3 separate regions of the Sus scrofa genome follow, and all the other regions are linked to region 2. The links are chromatin contacts, called in public HiChIP or PLAC-seq maps. All regions are on one chromosome and are shown on one strand. Each heading gives the region's core, a stretch centred on a gene start, on an enhancer-like site or on the middle of the called end of the contact. The rest is flanking DNA. Distances are from core to core; before and after follow the strand shown.

What was found. HiChIP or PLAC-seq counts read pairs in DNA pulled down with a chosen protein or histone mark.
Region 1: an H3K27ac HiChIP or PLAC-seq map of alveolar macrophages shows a contact between it and region 2. The contact joins two enhancer-like sites. A contact is called at or near these places in 2 of 47 Hi-C or Micro-C datasets (fetal heart ventricle and subcutaneous adipose tissue) and 1 of 2 datasets of contacts at active chromatin or transcription factors (alveolar macrophages).
Region 3: an H3K27ac HiChIP or PLAC-seq map of alveolar macrophages shows a contact between it and region 2. The contact joins the promoter of TBC1D4 here to the enhancer-like site in region 2. A contact is called at or near these places in 3 of 5 promoter capture datasets (fetal liver, fetal skeletal muscle and liver), 19 of 47 Hi-C or Micro-C datasets (alveolar macrophages, blood, brain and 12 more) and 2 of 2 datasets of contacts at active chromatin or transcription factors (alveolar macrophages and skeletal muscle).

Annotation. Positions count from the first base shown.
Region 1 is chr11:47,715,809-47,719,693 of Sscrofa11.1, reverse strand. The region is part of intron 1 of TBC1D4 (TBC1 domain family member 4); the gene reads left to right. Among named protein-coding and RNA genes, the nearest start is that of TBC1D4, 43 kb to the left of the region's middle. Within about 2 kb of position 1,768, at least 16 of the 83 cell types and tissues checked have an H3K27ac peak or open chromatin away from gene starts, as enhancers often do. A contact at or near this core is called in alveolar macrophages, where this site is marked.
Region 2 is chr11:47,641,949-47,645,609 of Sscrofa11.1, reverse strand. The region is part of intron 1 of TBC1D4 (TBC1 domain family member 4); the gene reads left to right. Among named protein-coding and RNA genes, the nearest start is that of TBC1D4, 120 kb to the left of the region's middle. Within about 2 kb of position 1,534, at least 4 of the 83 cell types and tissues checked have an H3K27ac peak or open chromatin away from gene starts, as enhancers often do. A contact at or near this core is called in alveolar macrophages, where this site is marked.
Region 3 is chr11:47,759,678-47,763,137 of Sscrofa11.1, reverse strand. TBC1D4 (TBC1 domain family member 4) reads left to right here and starts at 2,210. Exons shown (of 20, transcript XM_021065670.1): 1 at 2,210-3,460. The coding sequence starts at 3,084.

The DNA.
Region 1 (3,885 bases), core at 519-3,018, 74 kb before region 2:
CCAATTTATATTCCCACCAACAGTGAAAGAGGGTTCCCTTTTCTCCATACCCTCTGTAGCGTTTGTTATTTGTTGAGCAAGTGACTTATTTCGTGGGTTGTTTGGAAAATAGAGGAGATTGTATCTATTCACAGAGATTTTGTGAGGAGTAAATGAGATCATGTACATAAAGGACCTAGCAAAATTTCTGGTTCTTAGGAAGCAATCAGTAAATGATTGTCATTAATACAATTCCCTTCCAGTTTTGGAATATAAAGTAAAACCCTTGTAAGTCATAATTAATTTGTATTATACATTAATATATTAATGCAATACTAATAAAACTTGAAATTAGGTTTATAAGCAAACATACAGACTGAAGTGATAAATGATCAACCCCAGAGCCAGAGGCATTTGATTTTATTTATTCTTTTGGCTTTGAGTTGTAAGTCTTTAGGAGGCTTATAGAAAAGCTGGGAAATACACCATGGTTTTTTTTTTTTTTTACACACCCAAGATTCCATGTTTCATCAAGGTGTTCAAGAAACTAAAGACATGAAACATGAACAAAACTTGACTTCTTATTTGCAACGTGAAATTATTCAACTTTTGGTGTACTTTTTTCTACTCTTTTGCGCTTGATGATTCTCTCCTCTAAATTGACGTTCACAGTATTTTATTTTTAACTGAGGAACACCATTTTATTTTTACCACCGCATTCTTCCACCTTTCCCCCAGCAACTCAATATTATTTGAGTTCCTTGAGTACTTAGAATGACTAACATCAGTGATTTCTTTGCCTTTGTTCTCTGTTACTCTTAACAGCTACTGATTTTTTCAGGTGTTTGTTTTTTTCCTAGTTTATCTGTTTATAAAACACATTAAACAAACTTCGGAAGTTACCCTCTTGTCATGCCTCTATGTTCTTGTAATTCCCACCGCCTGGATTCCAGAGGGGTCTCAAGTGCTTTGTGAGGCAGGTGAAGATACGTCATACCTTCAGCCTTATCTTTCCTGGTCTCTGTCGTTGCAATTAAACTCCACAACTGTCATGGCTGTGCTTCTGAGTAGGGACAGGACTCCCTGGCGAATACAAGAGGGAGCTTTCAGGTATGGGTAGAAGAAGGCATATCTCTTTTTTTTGTTTGTTTTGTTTTTTTGCTTTTTAGGGCTGCACCCGAGGCATATGGAGGTTCCCAAGCTAGGGATCGAATCAGAGCTGTAGCCGCTGCCTTACACCACAGCCTCAGCAACGCCAGATCTGAGCTGCATCTGTGACCTACACCACAGCTCATGGCAGTGACGGATCTGGAGCCACTGAGCGAGGCCAGGGATCGAACCCTCATCCCTCTATGCTAGTCTGATTCATTCCTGTTGCGCCACAACAGGAACTCCACCAAGGCTTACTGTCTCTGTTGGTGAGAGACAGAGCCTCGCTGCTTGTTCTGATGTACATTCTTCCTTTTCGCTTCCTTGGGAATCGCTGATGTAGAAAAAGGGAAGAGGGGAGTTCCTGTCGTGGCTCAGTGGTTAACCAACCTGGCTAGCATTCATGAGGCAGCCGGTTCGATCCCTGGCCTTGCCTAGTGGGTTAAGGATCCTGCATTGCCATGAGCTGTGGCGCAGGTCCCAGACGCGGCTCGGATCCTGAGTTGCTGTGGCTGTGGGTGTAGGCTGGCGGCTGCAGCTCTGATTGTACCCCTTGCCTGGAACCTCCATGTGCTGTGGGTGCTGCCCTAAAAAAAAAAAAAAAAAAAAAGGAAAAGGGAAGAGGAACCAGTCCTTCTCCTGCTGCTTCAGCTGTGACTTCAGCTTTGGAAGGGTGGCTGGAAAGCTGTCTGCTTGGTGCTCCATTGTCCTCTGATAGGAAAACCCAGCTCCTTTGTACTCTGGACACATTATAATGAGAGCTTGTCCAGCCATTTACTTGATCTTGCCCACCCTTGGCAGGGTGCTTTGAGTTAAATACAATTATGTTTTTGTTTTATGCAATGCTGTCTTTAGTACTTTCAGATGAGTCTAACCGAAACACTGAGACGCTTTATAAATTCACATGGAAAGTGCAAACCTCATCTTGTTTAAAACCAGACATCTGGCAAATCGAACTGCCTTTGTGTCTGTAATTCTAATTGTTATGTTCTTTTAGTTGGCTTTAGAAACGCTATGACAAATCTAGCCTTTTAGTTTCTTGATAGTTAAACTCAACAGGGAACAGGGCAGGTCCACAGTTATTTTTCAGTGACACACCCTGGCCACTGTCTTCCCTTCTCCATCTGCCCACATCCAACTAGGGGCCTCTCAGCTGAAGCAAAGTAGTTACTTACAAAAGCCCAGTGGAGCTCCGTAAAGCAACCTTCATAAAATAAGCAGAGCAATAGTACCATAGCAGGAGTTCCTATCATGGCTCAGCAGAAACAAAATCTGACTAGTATCCATGAGGACGCAGGTTCGATCCCTGGCTTTGCTCAGTGGGTTAAGGATCTGGCGTTGCTGTGAACTGTGGTGTAGGTCGCAGATGCAGCTTGGATCTGGCGTGGCTGTGGCTGTGGCATAGGCTGGCGGCTATGACCCCTAGCCTGAGAACTTCCATATGCCTTGGGTGCCGCCCTAAAAAGACAAAAAGAAAAAAAAAAGTTGTATGGTAGCAGTCTCTCTGCAGTGTGCTGTTTTTAGCAGAGACCAGGACCCAGAAAATAGTTCTCAGCTCTGATGGGATAGGAAGGATAGGAAATCTGCATTGTTTTCCTGTCATCTTTTGCTATTCCCCCCCCCAAATCAGTCATACTCTAATTTAAATGTTAGTTTTACATTACATTCCAGGACCAAATATAAGTGATTTTACGCTTGTCTTCTATTTTGGGGTCTTCTAGCATTGCCCTGTCTTATTACTGAGGATTATGAAGACCTTCTTAATAATAACATGACAACCACAGTGACTAATGTGTATCCAACTTAATTACGTGCTAGATGCTCTACGGAACATTTTATTTACTTCTAAGATGATTCTGTGGATGAGTTTTATTAGTAGCCCTGTTTCACAGAAGAGAAAACGGAGAGTTTAAGGGTTAAATGTGACATGGTTTTCACGTGGCAAAAACTAATACCACTTCCTCCTGACATTTTTGACATGAGGTTGCTTATTATATAATTGAGGAAGTACCCAAAACGTGTTCATCTAGTATATATTGTGATGTTTATAAATTGCCCAAGTTTCTTCTGAAGTCACTATTTGAGTAGCCCTAAAATAGAAATTACAACTAATAAATAATTAGCTCAGCTCTCTTTGAACGTTGATTGACCTTAAATATTGAGTATAGTTAAACTGTACCATTAAATACAAGATGTATAAGCATCTCATTTGTCCTCTTATGGGTGGAACAGACCCCAAAACTGTAACACAGATCAAATTGTCGTGGCTGCTGTCATGTAGGGGGGAAACTACATTGAGAACAGAGACTGTGATGATTGATTTTTTTTTTTACTGGCAGGATTGGGAAAGGCTGTAGAGTTGTCATTCTGTCTCTGGCTTTAACTGATCTTGTTAAAACTTGCAAATTAAATTGGTTCAAATTGTCATGACTACATACTTTTCCAGCAAAGTCAGTAGTGAACTCTGTCTGTGCATGTGGTACATAAATCTTCCTGGGTTGTGGCAAAGAAGAAATTATATATTTTTAATTTCTCCTTAGAGGGATTAAAAATATAAAGCTTTTAAGGTGCCTGTGTGTGTGGGAGCTATTTGATTTTTTCGGCAAGAATGCAGGTACTTCCACTTTTATTTTTTGAGATTGATTAGATTGCCCTCAACTTTTTTTTTTTTTTTTTTTTTTTTTTTTGGCTGTGTCATGCAGTGGCTTGATGTGTGATCTCACTTCTCAGACCAGGGTTGAACTTGGGCCGAAGTGG
Region 2 (3,661 bases), core at 285-2,784:
TGTCCTTTCCCCAGAACTCTGAAAGGCTCAAGCTTCTCATTCTTTTCTGTAATCAAAGATGACAGCGAGATGGGGTTGTCCAGATCACCTCCATCATTGTACACTTCCTGTGGTCTCTTTTAGCCAGGTCACACAAAGAAGAGAAGAGGAGGGGATGTCTTTTATATAGAGGAACAAAGAAGAATGTCTTTCAACAGCCAGTATCCGCTGTGAATAAAGGTCTTTTCTGATCAGAAACTTTCCTAGGTATGGAGTTCCCGTTGTGGCTCAGTGGTTAACAAATGCGACTCGCATCCATGAGGGTGTGGGTTCAATCCCTGGCCCCGCTCAGTGGGTTAAGGATCTGGCGTTGCTGTGAGCTATGGTGTAGGTTGCAGACGCAGCTCGGATCCCGCGTTGCTGTGGCTCTGGTGTAGGCCGGTGGCTAGGGCTCCGATTCGACCCCTAGCCTGGGAATCTCCATATGCCGCGGAAGCGGCCCAAGAAATAGCAAAAAAAGACCAAAAAAAAAAAAAAAAAAGAGAGAAAAAAAAAGAAAAGAAACTTCTAGGTAATATTCACCATACTCCCAAATGGAAAGAAGGAATGAGCGCCGAGGGGCAAGTGTTGACGCAGAATTTCATTGTGTTGGTTTTTCACGTCGTTGGGGGCAACACTGCATTATGACTCACGTTGTTTTCAGGAGTTTACCTCCCTGAACCCTGCGGGGGCGGTTGGAGGTGGAGCAGTCAGTGTGCAGGGACAGGCTTTTCCTTCACCTGCGGAAAGAGCAAGTCATGTCAGAGAGCGGTCATCTGGTTACCTGTGATTGCCCTTCCTTCCAGAAGAATTTTGGAGAGAGGCATATGTATGTTTTCCATGTGATCCTTGGGTAGCAGGTGGTTAGGACTTTAATTTGAAAAATGGAGACATTCTCCCCTTTAGGGGTTAATTATAGTGTTTACAAGTAACCGATGATAAAAGTTCAAGAATGTCCTATTCTGGAATTCCTGTTGTGGCTCAGCAGTAATGAACCTGACTGATAGCCATGGGGATGCATGCGGGTTCGATCCCTGGCCTCGCTCAGTGGGTTAAGGATCCGGTGTTGCCGGGAGCTGTGGTATAGGTCACAGATGTGACTCAGATCCTGTGTTGTTGTAGCTGTGGTGTAGGTTGGCAGCTGTAGCTCTAATTCGACCCCTAGCCTGGGAACTGCCATGTGGCGCAGGTGCAGCCCTAAAAAGACACACACACACACACACACACACACACACACACACACACACACACACACACGGACGTCCTATTCTGTTCATTTGCAAGATGCTCACTCACTGCTATTGTGGTGATATAAATATCTGAAGTAATACAGAACCAAAATAGGTTTCTGAGAAACCCGTGTTATTTGTTGCTTTTTGATAACATTATAGCTTTATCACCTGATCTCAGCTCGAGCTTGTCACATCCAGGTCCCTCTGGGCTTAGCCTCCTGTCCCTTGCCTCTTTTCCCGAGGCCTATTCCATTTCACAACCAAGCATTGCTCAAAAAGTTCTCAAGAGTTCAGACATTTCATAAAACTACTTGTCAAACGTCCAGTTTTAGCATTTTGTCTACATGACTCTAGTTCCGACTGTCATGATAAAGGATTACGTCCTGCTTGAAAATACCTAACAGATTAGATGTTATTAAGGCTGATATTGATATACTCTTGTTTTTTCAGTCTATTTTATTAACCTACTTAATTGCCAAATTTGTCTAATCAGTTAAAATTCCAGTTAATTTACTTTCCAGTGATTAATGCTGTAAGGCTAACATGGAAGCAGTGGTAATGCCATTTTATAAACAGTGGCATTTCTTTAGTATAAAAAAAACCTTGGATTTTTAGTTTGGGGGGGGTAGGAGGATGCGCTGGGGTTGTGGGATGGAAATCCTATAAAATTGGATTGTGATGATCATTGTACAACTATAAATGTAACAAATTCATTGAGTAATAAAAAATAAAATAAAATAAAAATGCAAAAAAACCACCTTTATTTTTGGCTTTTTGCTTGGGTAAACTAGTTCATGTGGGAAAGCGCCCTCTAGCGTTTGTTAGAGTAAGTACAAATGGTATTGAACTGCATACTTTTTTAAAAAAGATGTTATTTCTTTAGGGCATTTTAAGGCCCACAAATAAAATGGAGCGGAAGGTACAGAGAACTTCCATCCACCCCCTGCCTCCCCACATACCAGCATCACTCTCCAGAAGTGTCCATTTGTTTCCAAAGGATGACCCTACGCTGATAACGTCTTAATCACCCAAAGTTCCTAGTTTACCTTAGGGTTCACTCTTGGTGTTGGGCATTTGGGATTTGGACACGTTTATAACGACATATATCCATCATTATAATATCATACGGAGTATTTTCACTGTCCTAAAATTCTCTGTGCTTTTGCCTCCCCCTTCCCCCATCCCTGCCACCACTGACCTTTTTATTGTCTCCGTAGTTTTGCCTTTTTCGGAATGGCATACAATTGGAGTCATACAACATGGTAGCCTTTTCAGATTGGCTTCTTTCACTGAATAATACACATTTAAGTTTCCTCCATCTTTTCATGGCTTGAGAGCTTGTTTCTTCTTTGGCACTGCTTAGTATTCCGTTGCCTGGAGGTCTGACAGCGTATTCCTTCACCTGCTCAAGGATGTCTTGGTTGCTTCTAAGTTTTGGTAGTCGTGAATGCAGCTGCTTAAGATGTCCATGTGCCAGTTGTTAAGTGGGTGTAAGTTTTCAGCTCCTTTGGATAAATACCATGGAGCAAGATTTCTGGATCATGTAGTAAGAGTATGTTTAGTTTTGTAAAAACAACAACAAAAACGAGTGTGTTTTGTTTTGTAAGAAATCACCCGTTTTCCAAAGTGACTCAACCATTTTGCATTCCCACCAGGAATGTATGAGAGTTCCTATTGCTCCACATCCTTGTCACCATTTGGTGCTGTCGATGTTCCAGATTTTGGCCACTAATAGGTACGCAGTGGAATCTCATTTCATTTGCATTTCCCTGATGACAGAAGGTGTGGAGCTTCTTTTCATAATGCTTGCTTGACATCTGAGTATCTTCTTCTGGGAGGTGTCTTAAAGTCTTTGGCCCATGTTTTAATCATATGGATTTTTTATTGTTGAGTTTTAAGAGTCCTTTGTATATTTTGGATAACAAGACTTTATCAGATGTGTCTTTGGCAAACGTTTTCTCCCAGTCTGTGGTCTGTCGTCTAATTCTCTTGAGATTGTCTTTTGTAGAGTAGAAGTTTTGAACTTGAATGAAGTCCAGATTATCAGTTATTTCTTTCATCGATCATGTCTTTGGTGTTGTATCTAAACAGGCATCACCATCCCCACCATCATCTGGGTTTTCTAGATTTGGGGTGAATTCTTTTTAAAGGTTGTTAAATCTATGTCTAGATTTTTTTTTTTTTTTTTTTTACATGCAGAGGTCCAGTTGTTCCAGAACCATTTGTTGTAAAGACAAATCTTTGCTGCATTGTATTATCTTTATCCCTTTGTCAAAGATCAGTTGACATTATTTATGTGGGTCTGTGTCTTGGCTGTCTGTTCTGTTTAATTAATCTATTTATCTGTTCTTTCACCAGTAACACATTGTGTTGATTTATGTAGCTTTGAAATAAGTCTTGAAGTCTGGTAG
Region 3 (3,460 bases), core at 961-3,460, 120 kb before region 2:
TTGCGGTGAGCTGTGGTGTAGGTTGCAGACGCGGCTCGGATCCCGCGTTGCTGTGGCTCTGGCGTAGGCCGGTGGCTCCAGCTCCGATTCGGCCCCTAGCCTGGGAACCTCCATATGCCGTGGGAGCGGCCCAAGAAATAGCAGCAACAACAACAAAAAACAAAAAACAACAAAAAAAAACTTTATTGTGATCGTGTTCGCTGCTCTGCAGTTTTCCTGCAAGGCCGTTTCCTCTCAGAGCAGTTGTGAAGCAAAAGGCATAAAAGGGGAAATCTAAAAAAAAATTCTTCGGGAGCACTACTGACAAGGAAAGTTTGACTCTAGCAGTAACTGGTGATGGACTGTCCCCCAGGGCAGGGGGGGTGGGTGTGGGGAGTGGGGGGAGGGAGATGCGGTTCTGAAGATGAGGCAGGAAAGAAAGATGCGCCTCTTCGACCTGGAAGAGGTAGAGGCACGGGAGGGAGGGGCAGTGCTGGAGTCCCAGGAAGATCTGAAGCAGTTGCTGCTTCCAGTCCTGGACAGGCTGAGGGAGGGTATCGTGGCTCTCACCCCACAGCACGTGAGAGCGTTATCAGAGGACCAGGAGCGAGTTACGGAAGATACCATCCAAATGAAAGCGCAGTGGAGACCTCAGAGGAGAAGGCCTTGAATCACCTTTAGCATCCCAGGGAGGAGGCTGATGAAAGAGTGCCGGCCTTGCGCCGGAAGACGGAGGAGAAGGCCAAGGAGACCGCGAAGCTGGGAGCGATGTTGGCAGAGCTGGTTTGGCAGATAGAGAAAAGCAAATCATCCCTAAGGGTTCACAGCTGATAGACCCTGGTCAGCTAGTAAGGATGGGCTGACACCTGGAGAAATCGAAACAGCTTGTCCTTTTCTCTATCCTGTTTGTGTACGTTTTTACCACCATGTAACAGTCTCTCTGAGGATACGTGTTTGGTGACCTTGATATAAGTGTAGATTGTTCAGTGCATTTGGTTCTTGAAAAATAATTTTTGCTGGAAAAATACTCTCATAAGGGATAGGGGACTTTAAAGTTGTTTCAGTGCTCGTGTTTATTTTTGTTACTTTGTCCTGTTTTGGAAATGGTGGGTCTTGTACTTTGCTGTTACCCATGTGACCTGATTGTTTTCTGGGACCTTGGCAGACCCATGAGAAGACTTGGGGTCAGAATCTTCCAACTTGAGAGGTGCAGGGGAAGGCACTACTTGCATGTAGCTCCTGAACAATGAAGGAATGAGATTGTAGTTGGAGATGGAAGATTGTTGGGCCTGTATTTTGAAACTTGAATATCTCAGTGAGACATAGGAAGAAAGCTATATTTTGTGACATGTTGTCTTTGTGAGTATTGTAAAACCTGTCAGGTGAGTTTAGTTAGACAACCTACCTGATCCTAAGCGCCAAAAAAGTTTGAATAGGAAATGATGGAGCACGCTTTACTATTGTAATATCCTCACACATTACAGAGGTTTAAGAGTATGTCATCAAAGAGACAATCTACCAAGAGCCTTGAGAGGCTGGAGGAAGGAAAAGGCCCACCAAGTCCCTTCTAGTTCACCAGGTAGTAGACCTGACCAGTATTTGAGGTCAAAATCATACGTGGGCGTTCCCCTCCTGGCTCAGCAGAAACGAAATCTGACTAGTATCTGACGTGAATGCAGGTTGGATTCCTGGCTTTGCTCTGTGGATCAAGCATCCAGCGATGCCTGAGCTGTGGTGTAGGTCGCAGACCTGGCTCTGATCTGGTGTTGGCTGTGACGTAGGTCAGTGGCTATCCCTCTGATCCAACTCCTAGCCTGGGAACCTCCATATGCCGAGGGTGCAGCCCTAAAAAGACCAAAAAAAAAAAAAAAAAAACCAACCATGTACCAAGTGTTCATTTGCCTTGAAACACAAAGACCTAAAAAGCCTTTTCTGAAAAAATATTTTTTTTCGGATGACCAAAGCCCCTGTAAGTGCTAATAAAAAAAAATCATAGATTTCTTTTGCAGTGGAAAAAAATTCATCATGATTTCGTAATTTATTTTTTGAGATTATTAAGATATAAGACTCAAAAATTATTGTGCAGGTTTTAAAAAGAATTGAAACCAAGCAAGTATGATTTTTTAAAAAAGTCCCATTGCCCCATTGCGAGTGCCCCCCCTCCTCCAGGGGGCAGCAGAGATGCCCAGAAGAAGCTGGAGATCTCGGCGACTCTAGAAAAGCCGAGTTGGTCCGGGCACTGCCGGCGCCAGGCGCAAGACTGCTGCCCGAGGGGCGGATTGGAGGGGCGGTCTGGGGCCTGGGCAGAGAAAGAGGCGTAGAGGTGAATTCACAGATAAGCTTTTATGGACACGCTCTCTGCCCGCCGGACGGGAGGCGGGGTGGCAGCCGGATTAAAGCAGCAGCCTGGAAGGAAGGAAGGAGCGAGGGAGGGACGGGAACAGTTGGAGGAGGAGCAGCGAGCTGGGCTGCGGCGACTGGAGGAGGCGCGGCCCCCGCGAGGCCACGTTTTGTTTTTGTTATTTTCCAGCGAAAGAGTTCTCACAGGCCCTCGCTGAGTACCGATCCCGCCGAAGCTCCGCGGCCCCGACCTTCCAGGTGACAGCCGGTCACCCTGGTGGGAGTCAGCTCCGCCCCAAGTCATCCCCTCCCGCCCACAGCCCATTCCCCGCCCAGCCAGCCTCCCAGTGCCCGCCCGGGGCGAGCACGGCGGCCGCAGCGGCTCTGCAGCGCTGGAGCGGACGGCGACCTGCGGCGGCGCGGGGCCCTCGGCGTGGTCTTCCGACCCAGAGGAGTCGCGGACGAGGAAGGGGAGGTCCGGCCCTCGGCGCAAGCTGGAGAAAGGAGGATGACGATTTAACCCGCCCTCTCCTGCCAGTCCTGTTGCCTGGCGCTCCTCGGGTGCCCGCCGCCGGAGCCTGGGAGCCGCGCCCGGGGTAGTGCCGCATGGGGCAGGGCCGCTGAAGCGCGGAGTTCGGGGTCTCGCCAAGGCGGGCGCAGGGGCCCGACGCTGCAATTGGCACAGTTTCGGCGCGCTTCAACGCGAGAGCTGGGCGCGCGGCACGCCTATCCGACCGTCTCGGTGCCCTCGGGAGGTGCGAGTTATGGAGCCCCCCAGCTGCATTCAGGATGAGCCATTCCCGCACCCTCTGGAGCCCGAGCCGGGCGCTCCTGCACAGCTGGGCCCCGGGAAACCGGGCGACAAGCGGTTCCGGCTGTGGTACGTGGGGGGGTCGTGCTTGGACCGCAGGACCACGCTGCCCATGCTGCCCTGGCTAATGGCCGAGATCCGCCGGCGCAGCCAGAAGCCCGAGGCGGGCGGCTGCGGGGCGCCGGCGCCCCGCGAGGTGCTCCTGGTGCTCAGCGCGCCTTTCTTGCGCTGCGTCCCCGCGCCGGGCGCCGGGGCCGTGGGGGCCTCCTGCCCCGCGACCGCTCAGCCCAACCCGGCCGTGTTCATCTTCGAGCACAAGGCGCAGCACAT